Linked DNA regions of Sus scrofa: region 2 is linked to region 1. The links are chromatin contacts, called in public HiChIP or PLAC-seq maps. All regions are on one chromosome and are shown on one strand. Each heading gives the region's core, a stretch centred on a gene start, on an enhancer-like site or on the middle of the called end of the contact. The rest is flanking DNA. Distances are from core to core; before and after follow the strand shown.

The links. HiChIP or PLAC-seq counts read pairs in DNA pulled down with a chosen protein or histone mark.
Region 2: a contact with region 1 is called in an H3K27ac HiChIP or PLAC-seq map of alveolar macrophages. The contact joins the enhancer-like site here to the promoter of STAT6 in region 1. A contact is called at or near these places in 5 of 5 promoter capture datasets (fetal liver, fetal skeletal muscle, liver and 1 more), 29 of 47 Hi-C or Micro-C datasets (adipose tissue, alveolar macrophages, blood and 14 more) and 2 of 2 datasets of contacts at active chromatin or transcription factors (alveolar macrophages and skeletal muscle).

Annotation. Positions count from the first base shown.
Region 1 is chr5:22,417,111-22,424,216 of Sscrofa11.1, reverse strand. It overlaps STAT6 (signal transducer and activator of transcription 6, interleukin-4 induced), which reads left to right and starts at 2,769. Exons shown (of 22, transcript NM_001197306.1): 1 at 2,769-2,892; 2 at 6,343-6,479; 3 at 6,894-7,032. The coding sequence starts at 6,364.
Region 2 is chr5:22,480,015-22,487,206 of Sscrofa11.1, reverse strand. It overlaps LRP1 (prolow-density lipoprotein receptor-related protein 1), which reads right to left. Exons shown (of 93, transcript XM_021091826.1): 22 at 7,026-7,192; 23 at 6,416-6,616; 24 at 4,813-5,058; 25 at 4,407-4,604; 26 at 2,810-3,014; 27 at 2,473-2,637; 28 at 1,775-2,019; 29 at 1,417-1,548; 30 at 695-922; 31 at 290-464; 32 at 110-204. Among named protein-coding and RNA genes, the nearest start is that of NXPH4, 39 kb to the left of the region's middle. Within about 2 kb of position 4,741, at least 25 of the 83 cell types and tissues checked have an H3K27ac peak or open chromatin away from gene starts, as enhancers often do. A contact at or near this core is called in adipose tissue, alveolar macrophages, fetal liver and 1 more, where this site is marked.

The DNA.
Region 1 (7,106 bases), core at 1,520-4,019:
GGTGGGCCCCAATCCAATATGACTGGTGTGCTTGTAGGGAAAATTAGGAGTCAGACTTGCAAGCTGGGAGAACACCAGGTGAGCTTGAAGATGGCCATCTACAAGACAAGGAGAAAAGCCTGGAACCAATCAATTCTCTTTCAGCCCTCAGAGGGGACCAGCCCTGCCAACACCTTGATTTTGGTCTTCCAGCCTCTGGTACTGTGACACAAAGAAATCCTTTCATTGTTTAAGTCCCCCAGCTCCTCGTGCTTTGCTTTTGTTTTGTTTTGTTTTGTTTTTGCCTTTTCTAGAGCCACTCCCGTATGGCATATGGAGGTTCCCAGGCTAGGGGTCGAATCAGAGGTGTAGCCTCTGCCAGAGCCACAGCAACGCAGGATCTGAGCCACGTCTGTGACCTACACCACAGCTCATGGCAATGCCGGATCCTTAACCCACTGAGCAAGGCCAGGGATCCAACCTACAACCTCACGGTTCCTAGTCATACTCATTAATCACTGAGCCACGACGGGAACTGCCATAAATACTATTTTCTTACCAGTAGGTGCCCCTCACCTTCCTATCTCCCCACAAAAGAGCCGAAGTTAGAGACTGCATTCTCTCTGCCCCTTGTCTTGCCAAAGTTCAGGGGGACTTGGCCTCCCAAAGACCCTTAGATGGTGAAGCCTGAATTCAGCCACTGTCTGCGCTGCTGACAGGCTGAGTGGGCACCCGGGAGCACACAAAGCGCATGCGGCTTGAGCACCTTTGTGCACACAGTGCGATCCTAGCATTGCCTGTCTTCTAGATCCATGGACAGATCCCCTCCCCACCAGCTCCATCCCAGCCCTCCCTCCTCTTCAAATGGCTGCTTTCCTGACACAGTAAACACACATACCTCCAATAGACTCTTTGTGGTGGTAATATTACCCTCAAATCTGGGGACTCTGATGTAGGATAGAGGCCCTTCTGCCTGGCTTATTCTGGGACATAAAAATAGTGCCTGGAGTTCCCATCGTGGCTCAGTGGAAATGAATCTGACTAGCATCCATGAGGATGCAGGTTTGATCTCTGGCATTGCTCAGTGGGTTAAGGATCTGGCATTGCTGTGAACTGTGGTGTAGGTTGCAGGTGCAGCTCGGTTTCCGTATTGCCAGCAGCTGTAGCTCCGATTTGACCCCTAGCCTGGGGACCTCCATATGCCACGGGTGTGGCCCTAAAAAGACCAAAAAGTAATAATAATAATAATAGTGCCTAACGTTTACTATGTGCCAGGCATTTTTCTAAGCTTTCACATGTATTATTGCATTTCACTCTCACACTTTGTAAGTCAAGACTATTATTTGCTCTGTTTTACAGATGGCAAAACTGAAGCACAAAGAGTGAACTGCCCAGAGTTGTGCAGTTAGCAGCACTGGCAAGATTTGAACTCACGTAGCCTGTCTCCAGAGGCCAGGGTCTTAATTGCTATCCTCTGCTGCCTGGCTGGTTGCCACCTGTTCCACATGAACCCAAGTGGAAGGAGCTGGGCTTTGGGAATCTGTTCAGACACCAGGGGGCAGCATAGGCCTGGCTTTGGCCCCTGAGCCCAGCCCTGTTTGGGGAGAAAGGAGGGGAGTAGAAACCACCTCCCATCTTCCACCGCCCCTCAGAGACCACCCTTTGCCCACACCACTTCTCAGGTTTAGGGGCCTGAATAGCTCTCGGAGTCCCTTGGCCTTCTCCAGCTCCTCCTCCAGCAAAAGCTGCAGAAACCATCCACTAGTTATGATGATGACTCAGAAGCTGAGCAAGCCTTGTGTGTGAGTGTGTGTCCCCTTGTGACTGCATGTGGCTCTGAGTGCAGACATGTCTTCGAGACTGCCTGCACGTGTGTGTAAGTATGTGTGCGTGTTGGGGGGGGGAATCTTGTGGCCAGGGAAATTGTGTATGTGTGTTTGTTTCTGGGTGTGTCTCAGTGTTTACCCCAGAAACAGTTGGGAACTTTGCCAAGGCTGCACAGCAGATTCATATTCAAACTTGACCCTTGGGAATCAGGCAGCAACTCCAGCTTTTGCTGGCTCCCACCTGGGTCTGAGAATAGTCCCCTGTGAAGAGGGGGCAGAGATGACTTTCAGTCCGAGGACCCCTGGAGTCCTCCAGCATTCTGAGCTTCTGGGTCCCCTCCCCCACACGCTCCCGTCAGCGGTCACGAGACCTCTAAGGCGGTCCCCACCTAGAAGGGAGGGGAACCTAGGAGTTCCGGACGGAGTAGACTGGAGCTCCTTGCCTGCTTTCAGGGTCCTCCACTGGAGGGAGCGCAGAGCCCTGAGGGGTTTCGTCTTCCAGAGGCCCCGGGGGGAGCCCAGTCCCTGGTGAGCCCAAACTCCAGCCCCTGCGAAAGTTTTGAGTATGAGAGAGGCAGTATGTCTCTACTTGACATTAGGTGACTTTCTAGAGAAAAGTTTATTGCTTTTATGGGGGACAGGGTAAATGGGGATCAACCTCCCTTCCAGCCAGGCCCCAGGGCCCCCCAAATCCCAGTCCTGGCTCCCCTCACCCCATGCTCCCCTCCCCGGGACAGGAGGCAGATACGCTCACCCCACTTTCTTCCTCTTCCTCCTCCAGCCCACTTTCTCTTCTCTGTGTCGTCAGAGGTCCAGGGAGGGACCTGGGTAGTCGGAGAAGCCGGAAACAGCGGGCTGGGGCAGCCACTGCTTACACTGAAGAGGAGGACGGGAGAGGATTTTGTGTGTGTGTGTGTGTGTGTGTGTGTGTATGTGTGACTGTGTGTGTGTGCGTGTTTTCTTTTTAGTGGTGCTGGAGGGAGGGTGCTAGCAGGGCCAGCCCTGAACCCGCTGGACAGAGCTACAGACCCATGGGGCCTGGCAGTGCCCGCTGAGAGAGGGAGAAGACAGCAGAGGGGTTGCCAAGGTGAGGGGATACCTCCAGGAGGGGGGGTTGGGGGGCATCTGACTATGAGTGTGTGGGGGGTGGGGGAGGGCCTCTCAGAATCCTCCCTGGGCAGAGTGGATGGTCCCCAAGAAATTGTTTCAGCTGGGGCTGGTCGCTGGTGGTACTGAGTTTTGGCAGTTTCGAAATATCAGAGGAATCTGGGCTGGGTACAGGCCTAGCACTTCCCCCCTCAACCCCTCCATGCCGTGGTTCACTTTTTCCAGCCCCTCCCTCACCCCCACCCCCACCCCCGCGTCCCTGCACCTACAGGGACGCGCAAAGGCAGGGAAAGGAGGGAAAGGAGGTGTCCCTCTGCCGTCTGCGGTGGGGGAAAGTGGCTGCCCCTCCCTGGTAGGCTGATGCCTGGGCGTAGTGGGTCTTGACAAACCCCTACCAGGCCCCCCCATAAAGGTTCCCGTTCAAGGGTGTGGCTAGGGGGTGAGCGAGCCCCAGATGTAGACCTCATGGTGCCCCAGAGGAGGGGGAATTTCCCCCTCAAAACTGCTCCACGCTGGTCCCGGCGCGTCACGGAGTTAACCCTCCTCGTGCTGACCTGGCTCCGCCTCCCCGCATCCCTCCCCGCCCCCACCTCCACATACACACATTGGGCAACTCGGAGAAACTCTTTTGACTTTTGATCCTGTGGTCCCACGGTCAGAGGGCTCAGGAATGTCGGAGTTGAGCTGAGGTTTAGGCCACGAAGCCGGGCTGATGAAGATCCTGGACGTGGGGCTTCCCTTCCCTATTGGGAAGGCAACACTGGCCCCGCCCCCTCACGCCGGGGCTCCTCCCTCCCTGCGGCTGTTCAGCGGGGCTTAGAGCAGAAGGCGTCTCTGGCCTGGCAGGCCAATGGACACGGCCTTGTTATTGTGTGTGGGCGGTGGGTGTGGGTGGGGGAAAATCTAGCCCCTTGCAGTCTGGGGATGGAGGGGGGGAAGATTTGAAGCCAGAGCCGGGACAGGAAGCTGGCCACTCAACAAGAGGATGTAGAGGAAAGGTGGGGCTGCCTATGGCTTAGGGGTCATCTCAGTCCCCAGTAGGGTAGGGGTAGAGGGTCAAAGGTCTGAACACCTTGAGAAACGAGAGAGGAAGGGACAAGAAAGGAATGGAGTCCTCCCTTGGGTTGAAACACCAACCGAAAGGCGCCCCACCCCAAGGCGGGCGTAGAGAAAACTCTATTAGAGGACCCTGAGCAGGATGGGGGAGGATTCTGCCTTTGGGAGAAAAGAGCTCACGGGGAGAGGGCCTGCGGGGAGGGACTGGAGTGTCTAGAAAAGGGGCCCCTCTGTTCTCCATCCTTTTGCAAGAACTGGGAGAGGGGAGAGGCTAAAAGTACAGCCGGAGGACTTGGGGTTACTGGGTTGGGGGAGACCCAGGGAGTTTCCATCCCCATCCTTTCTATCATCTCTGAGAAGAGGGACATTTTGAGAAACATGAACTGAGAGACCCCTGGGAAACCACTGGTTTACCCACTCCTCCCTGCAGCCCACCCAGAAATGGGGAGGCAATCCTTTTCCCTACTCCCCCATCTCCTTTCCTCTTGCCCCTTTTCTTCTCCCCCTTTTCTAGCCTCTCCCCCTTCTAGACTTTTCACTACAGACTTATTAACCCTGATTTTTCTCCAGTTGCTCTCACCTTCTTCCTGAGTTCTCTCTGCTTTTCCTTTATTTATTTATTTATTTATTTATTTATTTATTTATTTTTTGCCTTTTCTAGGGCCGCACCCGTGGCATATGGGGTTAGGCTAGGGGTCTAACCGGAACTGTAGCCACTGGCCTACGCCAGAGCCACAGCAACGCAGGATCCGAGCCATGTCTGCAACCTACACCACAGCTCAGGCAACGCCGGATCCTTAACCCACTGAGCAAGGCCAGGGATCGAACCCGTAACCTCATGGTTCCTAGTAGAATTTGTTAACCACTGAGCCACGATGGGAACTCCTCTCTGCTTTTCCTTTTGCTCCATCTCCTCTTCAATTCGCCTCCAGCACACGCCCCCCGTTTAGGATTATGGGATTTGGATCTGGAAGGGATCCTAGCTGCATGATGTAATAGTTAACCCCATTCGGGTTCAAATCTTGATGTCCAAACTCAGCAAGTTGGAGAATCTCCTTGAGCTTGGTTTCTCTACCTGTGAAAGGGGATAATTCTATATTTTAAAAATTGTTGCAAGGTTATAATGAGGTAATGCATCCAGTGTAACGCCTCATACACAGTAAGTGCTTAGTTAATGGTAGCTATTATTAGTCTTCCATCCTCTTCTTCATCATCTAGCCAGGTAGTTTTCAAATTCTCTCACGGGGAGTTCCTGTCATGGCTCAGCAGAAACGAATCTGACTAGCATCCAAAAGGAGGCAGGTTCAATTCCTGGCCTTGTTCAGTGGGTTTAGGATCTGGCATTGCCCTGGCTGTGGCAGAGCTCCGATTCGACCTGGAAACCTCCATATGCCGCAGGTGCAGCCCTGAAAAGATTAAAAAAAAAAAAAAAAAAATTCTGTCACAGAGCCCTGGAATTGGGAGGGGTTTCTCCAGGGACACCTTTGGAGTCAGAAGGTAGGCAGAGGGAAGTAAGAAGCAGTAGAATTCCAGGGCTATTACACTCATTTTCAACAGAGAAACTTCAATTTTTTTTTTTTAATGTTTTAATTTTTAAAAATTTTTGGCTGCCCCATGGCGTATGGAGCTCCCAGGCCAGGGATCAGATCTGAGCTGCAGCTTTGACCTATGCTGCAGCTGCGGCAGCACTGGATCCTTAACCCACTGTGCCGGGCTAGGGATCAAACCCGCATCCCAGCACTCCAGAGATGCTGCTGATCCTGTTGTGTCATGGTGGGAACTCCTCCAGTTTCATATAATGGGAATTCCACAGGTTAAACTAAAATCGTCTACTGCTTACAAAAGTTTGGAAAGGGAGTTCTCTGGTGGTGCAGTGGATTAAGGATCTGACTTTGTCACTGCAGCAGCTTGGGTCACTGCTGTGGTATGAGTTCAGCTCCTGGCCTGGGAACTTCCGTGTGCCATGGGCAGAGGAAAAGAAGAAAAAAGAGTTTGGAAAGTTCTAAACTTTATCCACACTTTGTATGTTCTAGATGAGAGGCTCCAGGTCCAGAGAGGGGAGGTTTCTTGTCACCAGAGGCAGATTTAGAGCTACAACCATATCCTCTGTCTTCTCTCAGAGAGCTTTCCCTCCTGCCCCATCTCCTCTGTCTCTCACCCCTTACTGCAGCTCAGTTCCTCCCATCCCATCACCCCTGTGTCTACTGTTGAAGGAAATCCCTTGTCTCAGGCCTCAACCAGAGATGTCCCCGGTTTGAGGTGGTCTGGCTCTCTGGGAGGGCTGTCTATGGGAGGTCCCTGGCCGCCCCAAAACTAAGGCTGACTTTCTTGGACACCTCTCAGAGTGCCCAGAAACCTTGTTCCTTTCCTCCAGGCACCCTCCAAACCCCAGATCATGTCTCTGTGGGGTCTGGTCTCCAAAATGCCCCCAGAAAAACTGCAGCGGCTCTATGTCGACTTTCCCCAACACCTGCGGCATCTCCTGGGCGACTGGCTGGAGAACCAACCCTGGTGAGTCCTGGCTGCCTCACCCAATGTTGGTCTCCCAGTGTCCCCCACCCCCCTTCCCTCTCCTTGGTTTTCCTTTACCCCATTTCAGGATTTGGGACTCGTTATTCCATGTGTGGTGGCCCAGATTTAGCAGGAAATCTGAGCCACATCAACCAGCTTATGCATGAGGACACGTGTAGTCCCCCCACCCCCTTAGGAGGCTGAGCCAAAGAGGAAGGCGGCCAGAGCTGGGGCAAGGGCAGTTCTCACAACAGCTGGGAAATCAGGAAACAAGGGATACTGGGGAGGGCTGCAGAGGGTCTGGATGGAGGATAAGAGGGGGAAGGAACTGCTGAGCTGTTTGCTATGGGATAAAGGGTCAGCAGAGCTGAGGAAGCCCTGACCCAAGGCTGCTTCATCCCATTCTTCCCACAGGGAGTTCCTTGTCGGCTCAGATGCCTTCTGCTGCAACATGGCCAGTGCCCTGCTATCTGCCACTGTCCAGCGCCTTCAGGCCTTGGCTGGAGAGCAGGGGGAGGGGAGTACCATCTTGCAACACATCAGCACCCTGGAGGTGGGGGCAGAAGGGGAGGGGACAAGGCTGGGGTGGGGCCTGGAGTGGAGCTGGGGTGAGCCTTGGATGCTAGA
Region 2 (7,192 bases), core at 3,492-5,991, 61 kb before region 1:
AAGCTGGAAGTTTGGGGAGACAGCGGGGCAACTGTGGGAACCCTGAGAGCATCTCCCGGTGGAGGAATTAGGGAAGGAAGGGAGGCAGGGCAGCAGGGCAAGTTCGTACCCACGGGGCCCCTCTGGCCACTGAAGAGCAGGGTGCGGTTGCTGCCGTCCATGTTGGCCATGCTGATGTTGTCACCGTCTGTCCAGTAGAGCTTCCTATGGGGCGGTGGGTGGGTGTCAGGAAGTCCTCTTCTTCCCCCGCCCCATGCCCCATGCTCCCCACCCAGAGCCCTGGACGGACCCGCGCAGGGGGTGGACCACCAGGCCGTGGGGCTGCTCCAGGCCCTGCACCACAGCGTTCTTGAAAGAGCCATCCAGCCGGGCCACGTTGATCTGCTTCTTGTTGGTGTCGTAGCTCGTCCAGTACAGGTTTCGGGACACCCAATCGACAGCCAGCCCGTGGGCATTTGGCAAGTCTGGGGGACACGGTGGGGAGTTGCGGTTGGGTGTTTGCAGGACATAGATCAGGGGGCTTGAGGGGAGGGGGCTGGCTGGATTTCTGGGGGAACAGGGGACAGGACACCAGGAAAAGGATTTGGAGAAGGGAGAGCAGGACCGAGGGGACCAGGGCATGTGGGCTGCAACCAGGGCTGAGTGGGCGGTACCCACGCCCAGTGGAGGGGGAGGGCCAGGGCCAGGACAGAACCTGCAGAGACGACTGTCTCCACGCCCGTGCCGTTGATGAAGGCCCGCTTGATGGCCTGTGTCCGCACGTCGGACCAGTAAACGCGCTGCTCGCGGGCGTCGTAGTCCAGCACGGTGACGTTGTCAATATCGGGCACCGTGAAGGAGATGATGTAGTTGTAGTAGGGGGCGTCCAGGTCCACACCCCGGATCTCCATCTGACGTGCGTACAGCAGGAACTTCTTAAACTCTGCGGGCACGGGGCAGGTCATTGAGGGCAGCCCCCTGCCTCCATGTGTCCCCCCTACCCAGATTCCCCTGGTTCCTTCCGTGTGCTTCTGGCACTTTCCTGCTGGAACCTCTCCTGTTAGGCCCCTCCCGTGGGGGACAGTCTACCTTTTTTTTTTTTCTTTTTAGGGCCACACCTGTGGCATATGGAAGTTCCCAGGCTAGGAGTCCAATTAGAGCTACAGCTGCTGGCCTACGCCACAGCCACAACCACGCGGGATCCGAGCTGCGTCTGCGACCTCCACCACAGCTCCCGGCAACACCAGATCCTTAACCCACTGAGCGAGGCCAGGGATCGAACCTGCAACCTCACGGATACTAGTCAGGTTCTCGACACACTGAGCCACGACGGGAACACCTGGGACTGTCTACCTTCACTTACAACCCAGAGCTTGGGTACCTGACTGGGTCCCCTTCAGCCTCGGTTTCCCCGTGGCGCTGGGCGGGGCCTCCTACCATAGCAGGTGGTGTTGTCCTTGTGGAGCTTCATGAGGTGCGGGCAGGCGCAGGAGACGGTCCGGTTATAGTTGATGAGACACAGGTGGGAGCAGGGGCCCCGGCCTCCATTGGCCTCACAGGGATTGGGAGCTGGGCGGGGAGAGAGGAAAAGCAAGACCATTGGTGACCCGCCCTACCTGGCCTTGCTCACCCAGCCCACCCCCTCGCCACCCCCCCAACCCCGTTCCAGCGCCGCCTGCTATGTCTGCTGCCAGACCCGCCTCTGTCAGCAGGCTGGCCACCTGCCGTCCCAGCACAGACCCCTGCCCCCTCGGGGGCTTCTACAGAGGCTGTGGGCTGAGTCCTGGCCCCTTACCCATGGGCTGGCGAGAGGGGTGGTACACCTGCAGGTCAAAGGGCTGGGTGTTGGTCCTCTGTACCACGGTGACATTGTGGCCGGTCCACTTGTTGGCCTTGGCCAGCGTGTTTGTCCGCCAGTCCGTCCAGTACACCTCGCCGCCATACAGTGTCACTGCAAACGGGTGTGACAGGAACTCGTGTCCCCGAAGCACCTCCATGTGACCGGAGCCGTCGTAACGGGCTGAGTAAATGGCGTCTGACCTGAGAGCGGAGTCGGGGCAGAGTGAGGAGCTGACGGGCGTCTCAGCCCTTGGGGCGTGTGCCCTGGGGCTCCCACCCTCCATGCCCCCCACCCCCCAGCCCACGGCGTGGTGCCCGCAGTGCAAGAACCATGCGGGATCCCAACTCTGCCCCCAATTCCCAGAGTCTTCCAGCTCGTGTCTCCCCAGGGACCCTGTCAGCACCCAGGGCTGCGGTAAAAGTTAGAAAAAGGCACTGCTTTGAGGAGATCAGCTAGAAAAAGCCTCCCCTTCCCCTGGGCCCCCAGATGTGTGAGCAAGGACGGCACTGTGCTCCAGCCCTCGGCCGGCACTCCTTGGCCCATGGTTCTGGCTCCACTCCCCCTCATGGCTGCCAAGTCCTGGGACCCTTGCCTTCCATCCCTGAGGGGGAGAGGAGGGTGGTGGCCTCCCAGGTGGGATGCAAGGCACTGACCTGGCGTCGATCCAGAGGATGCGCTTCTCCAGGTAGTCCACGGTGAGCCCGTTGGGCCAGCCCCCGGAGCCCGTCTCCCGGTGGATGGTGCGGCGCCCGGCCCCACTCATGGAGGCCGCCTCGATGCGGGGCAGGCTGGCATCCCAGTCCGTCCAAAACAGGATCCTGGGGAGTAGGGAGGGGGTCAGGAGGGCCAAATTGGGGGTCTGGGGGAGAGGTTGCGGTAGGATCCTTGGTGAAGGGTGCAGAGAGCATGGAGGAGAAAGGTATGCCTGGGCTGGGTGAACGAGGCTTCAGGGGGCTGGTGGGCCAGAAGAGGGCTGGGTGGGGTCCTCACCCATCCCGGGGATCCAGTGCGATTGCCCTTGGGTGCTCAATGTCACCGGCCAGCAGGGTGGTCCTAAGGGTCCCATCCAGCTTGGCTACCTCGATCTGGTCCAGGTTACTCTCCACCCAGTAGATGTTGCCTGCAATCCAGTCTACAGCCAGGCCCTCGGGTGTGGCCAGGCCGTACTGAATCACCACCTCAAAACTGGTCAGGGCTGGAGACGAGAGGTCACAGGAGATTAGAATCACCTGGGGTGGGGTGTCCTCACGCTATTCTAGGAACCCTGGATAACTCACCCTCAACCCTCTACCAATATCTCTGGTGTGTCCAGAGAACCCCCACTCTCCTTACCCAGGCCCCCTGCCCCAGGAGATCAAGCTGAAGCCTGGCTTCCAGAACCCCAGAGGAAGGGGTTTTTGCCTGCAACTCTCTGAGAGTAACCCCCGGGAGTAGGTCATAGCAGAGGGTGAGAGTCTTGGGAGGCAGACCTAGACTCAATATGAGGCAGATAGACAGTCATTCCACAGATAGTCCCAGAGCCTTTTCTACTGTAACACTCCCTCACTCTCTCTATATATATGCATACGTATAAAATTACTTTAGAAACTGTTAGGTGGTGTGAATATTATCAGTCTACTTGGCCTTCCCTGTTAATAGACATTTGAGATAGTTTCAGATTTTCTCTACTACAAATACCAACTCCTTTAGTCAAATGTGCTTTTTTCAAGTCTTTGCTCAGATGTTGGCTTCTCAGGGAGCCTTCCTTGACCATTCAAATTAAATGTTACCCTCATTCTCCTGACTGACCCCTTTCTCTCTCTCTCTCTTTTTTTTTTTTTTTTTTTTTGCTTTTTAGGGCTGTACCCGCAACACATGGAAGTTCCCAGGCTAGGTGTTGAATCGGAGCTACAGCTGCTGGCCTACACCACAGCAATAGCAATACAGCATCCAAGCCGCGTCTGCGACCCACACCACAGCTCACAGCAATGCCAGATCCTTAACCTACTGAGTGAGGCCAGGGATCGAACCTGAAACCTTACGGTTCCTAGTCGGATTCGTTTCCGCTGCCACAACAGGAACTCCTGACCCCTTTCTCTTTATCCACGGCACTCCCCTCATCACAGTCTGTCCTGTATTTATATCTGAAGTTCCCACTGGTGTGTAAGCTCCATGAGGGCAGATATTTGGCCTAGCTCCCTGCCATCTCCCAGGTCCAGTGTGTGTGGCAGGTGCACACTCAGGAGCGTGTGTTATTATTAATCCAAGGAAGTCTGTGATGGGTGAGGCAGCCTTGGGACAGAAGGCAGGATTCAGGTACCCCACCCCTAAATGGCTTTTTTCTTGCAAGCCTGCAATTCTGGCCGTTCCAAAGAAAGGCTGATCATTTTGTTAATTATCAGGCTGGCAGCTCTGCTGACGATAATTATGGGGCGTCAGGCACCGAGACCCACAGCAAAATCTAACCCAATTAACGAGAGTGTGGGGGATAGGGGAGCTAAGGGCCTCTGCTCTGGGCAGCCTGCATCTGGTCCCCTGGTTCGGAGCGCCCAAGGGCCCCGTCTGGGTGCGCTGCGCCTGGCGTCAGTCCCAGGCAGGGGGCAGTCACCTCCGTTGTCCAGCAGCTTCCCGCGGTAGATCTTGTCCTCCACCACGTCGGTCCAGTAGAGGGCGCTCTGGCTGAGGTGGAAGTCCAGGGCGATGGTGTTGCGCAGCCCCGGCACCAGGACGCTGTAGTCCCCTTTGTGAAGGTCAATGCGACGGATCTCATGGCGGTTGGAGAAGATGATAAACGGCTTGAAGGGGTCTGGGGAGGGGTGTGACAGGAGTCACAAGGGGCCCGTTGCATTGGAGCCGCCCTGCCCGGGGGCAGGCAGGGTCTCTGTGGGCCCTGGCACTGGGCCTGGATGGAAATCTCAGCCTCTGGCATTTGGCCACCCAAGCCCAGCTCGCTGCTGCTCAGGGGCCTGCCCCAGCCTGCCTGGCTGCCCGGCCACCCCTGACCCGCATCTCACCCAGGCTGCGGCAGCTCTCGCCATCAGGCTCCAGCACCCAGCCCTCGTAGCAGGAGCACTTCACGCTAAACTTGTTCTGGTCGCACTTCTGGCTGCACTTGAGGTGCTTGGCACAGTAGCTCTGGATCTGGCAGGTATGGTTGTCAGGCCCCAGCTCCATGCCCAGAGGGCACGAGCACACAATGCCTTCGCCAGGTGCCACCGAGCAGTTGTGGCTGCAGCCACCGTTATTCAGGGAGCACTGGTCTGGGGGGTGGAGAGCAGTGGACAGTTTCGGGGTCAGGATCCGGAAGGAGGCAGACCACACGGCCTGGCTGGGCCCCAGTCCCCAGCAGCAGAGACAGAACCCTGGCACCCTGCCTGTGGCATCCTTCTTTCCATTCCTCTGCCCTACTGCTTCCCAGGTTCCCTCGGGACCAGAGTTGGGATCCCAGCACGCACCACGTGGGATCAACCCTCTCCTTACCCCGAGGAGCACACCCACATCACGGCCCAATCTCTCTCTGGCCTCTATTTCCCTGCCCCTTCTTCTTTATTTTTATTTTATTTTATTTTATTTTATTTTTTGCTTTTTAGGGCTGAACCTGCAGCATATGGAAGTTCCAGGCCAGGGGTTGAATTGGAGCTGCAGCTTCTGGCCTATGCCACAGCCGCAGCAACATGGGATCTGAGCCATGTCTGAGACCCATACCACAGCTTAAGGCAACACAGGATCCGTAACCCACTGAGCGAGGAGGCTAGGGATCTAACCTGCATCCTCATGGATACTAGTCAGATTCCTAACCTGCTGAGTCACAACAGGAACTCCCTCTGCCCCTTCATTTTTTGTTTTTGTTTTTGTTTTCTTTCTTTCCTTTCCTTTTTTAGGGCCACATCTGCAGCATATGGAAGTTCCTAGGCTAGGGATTGAATTGGAGCTGCAGCTGTTGGCCTACATCACAGCCACAGCAATGTGGGATCCAAGCCACATCTGTGACTTACACCACAGCTCAAGGCAATGTCGGATCCTTAACCCACTGAGCGAGGCCAGGGATCGCACCTGAAACCTCAGGGATCCTAGTCAGGTTTGTAACCCACTGAGCCACATGGGAACTCCCTTCCTGCCCCTTGAGCCCCAGCTTTTTGTCTCTCTCTGGGAGGGTCCTCTTCCCTCAGTCTCTCCTGATGTGGGTGATGTGGGTTGGGGTGTAGTAGGGAATGTCCTGCCCCTGACACACCCTGGGACCTGCCAGCCCTGACCGATGACCCGTCAGCCTTTCCCAGGGCAGGCCCTTATCTCCCACTCCTCTCCTCCAAAGAAGCCAATGACGCTCTGCCTGGCTCAGGGGAGATAAGGTGGCTCTGCTCTGCTCCTCATCCCCAAGTCACACCATGTGGCCCTCCCTGACCCCTATTCTTTTGATCTTGCATGCACACCCCTCCCCCCACCTCCTTGCTCCCTCGCAGGATAAGGAGCCTGCACTGACCACACAGACCTCCCAACCCAGAGCTGCCCTGTCCTATTTCCTAGTCTCTCCCCTCGGAGCATGTCCTGTTCTACCGCCCTAGCCCGGCTCGGACTCCTCATCCAGCCCCCCAGCCCGCTCCCTGGCGGGGGCCTCACCGCAGAGCTCGCCCTCATCCGAGCCGTCTCCACAGTCATCGTTGCCGTCACACAGCTTGTCAGGGGGCAGGCAGACTGAGGTGTTGTTGGCGCAGGGGTGCGAGGGTGGCCGGCAGGCCAGAGACTCACAGTTCTCCTCGTCCGAGTTATCCTCACAGTCGCTGTCACCGTCACACACCCATGCTTTGCTGATGCACCGAGCTGGGGGACGGGCAGGGTATCAGGGGCCAGGCCCGGGTCATGGGGCTCTCTGTGTCCTTCCCAGCCCCATGGGGCTTCTCTAATAGGGGTCACGACTACAATGCCTTAGGGTCCGCTAGGAGCCTTGAGGCTTTTTCTATCAAACTCACTTGGACAACAAAGGAGGCAGGAATCTGCAGGAGGTGCTAAAGCTCAACGCTGATGAGTGTTTGGGCTCCCAGGGCCCTTCCTGCAGGCCTGGCCCCTTCAATACCTTCTCCCCCCAGGCGTCAGGCACAGGCTTTTTCTGTGCAGCCTTCTGCCTCAGTGTCCCCACCCCACCCCTCACGGGACAGTGACTCCCTCGCCCCGGCTCTGCTCTCAGTACAGTCTCCTCCTGTCCATGTTGTTTCCCTTTCCTTTTCTTTACCGGAGTCCTTGCAGCCAAACTTGACATTAGGGTCACAGACGTGGGTCACTCCCTCACAGCTCTTCTCATCACTGGAGTCCATGCAATCAGTGTCCCCATCGCAGCGCCACCGCAGGGGGATGCACAGACCATCCAGCCGGCACTGGAACTCATCATTGTGGCAGCCG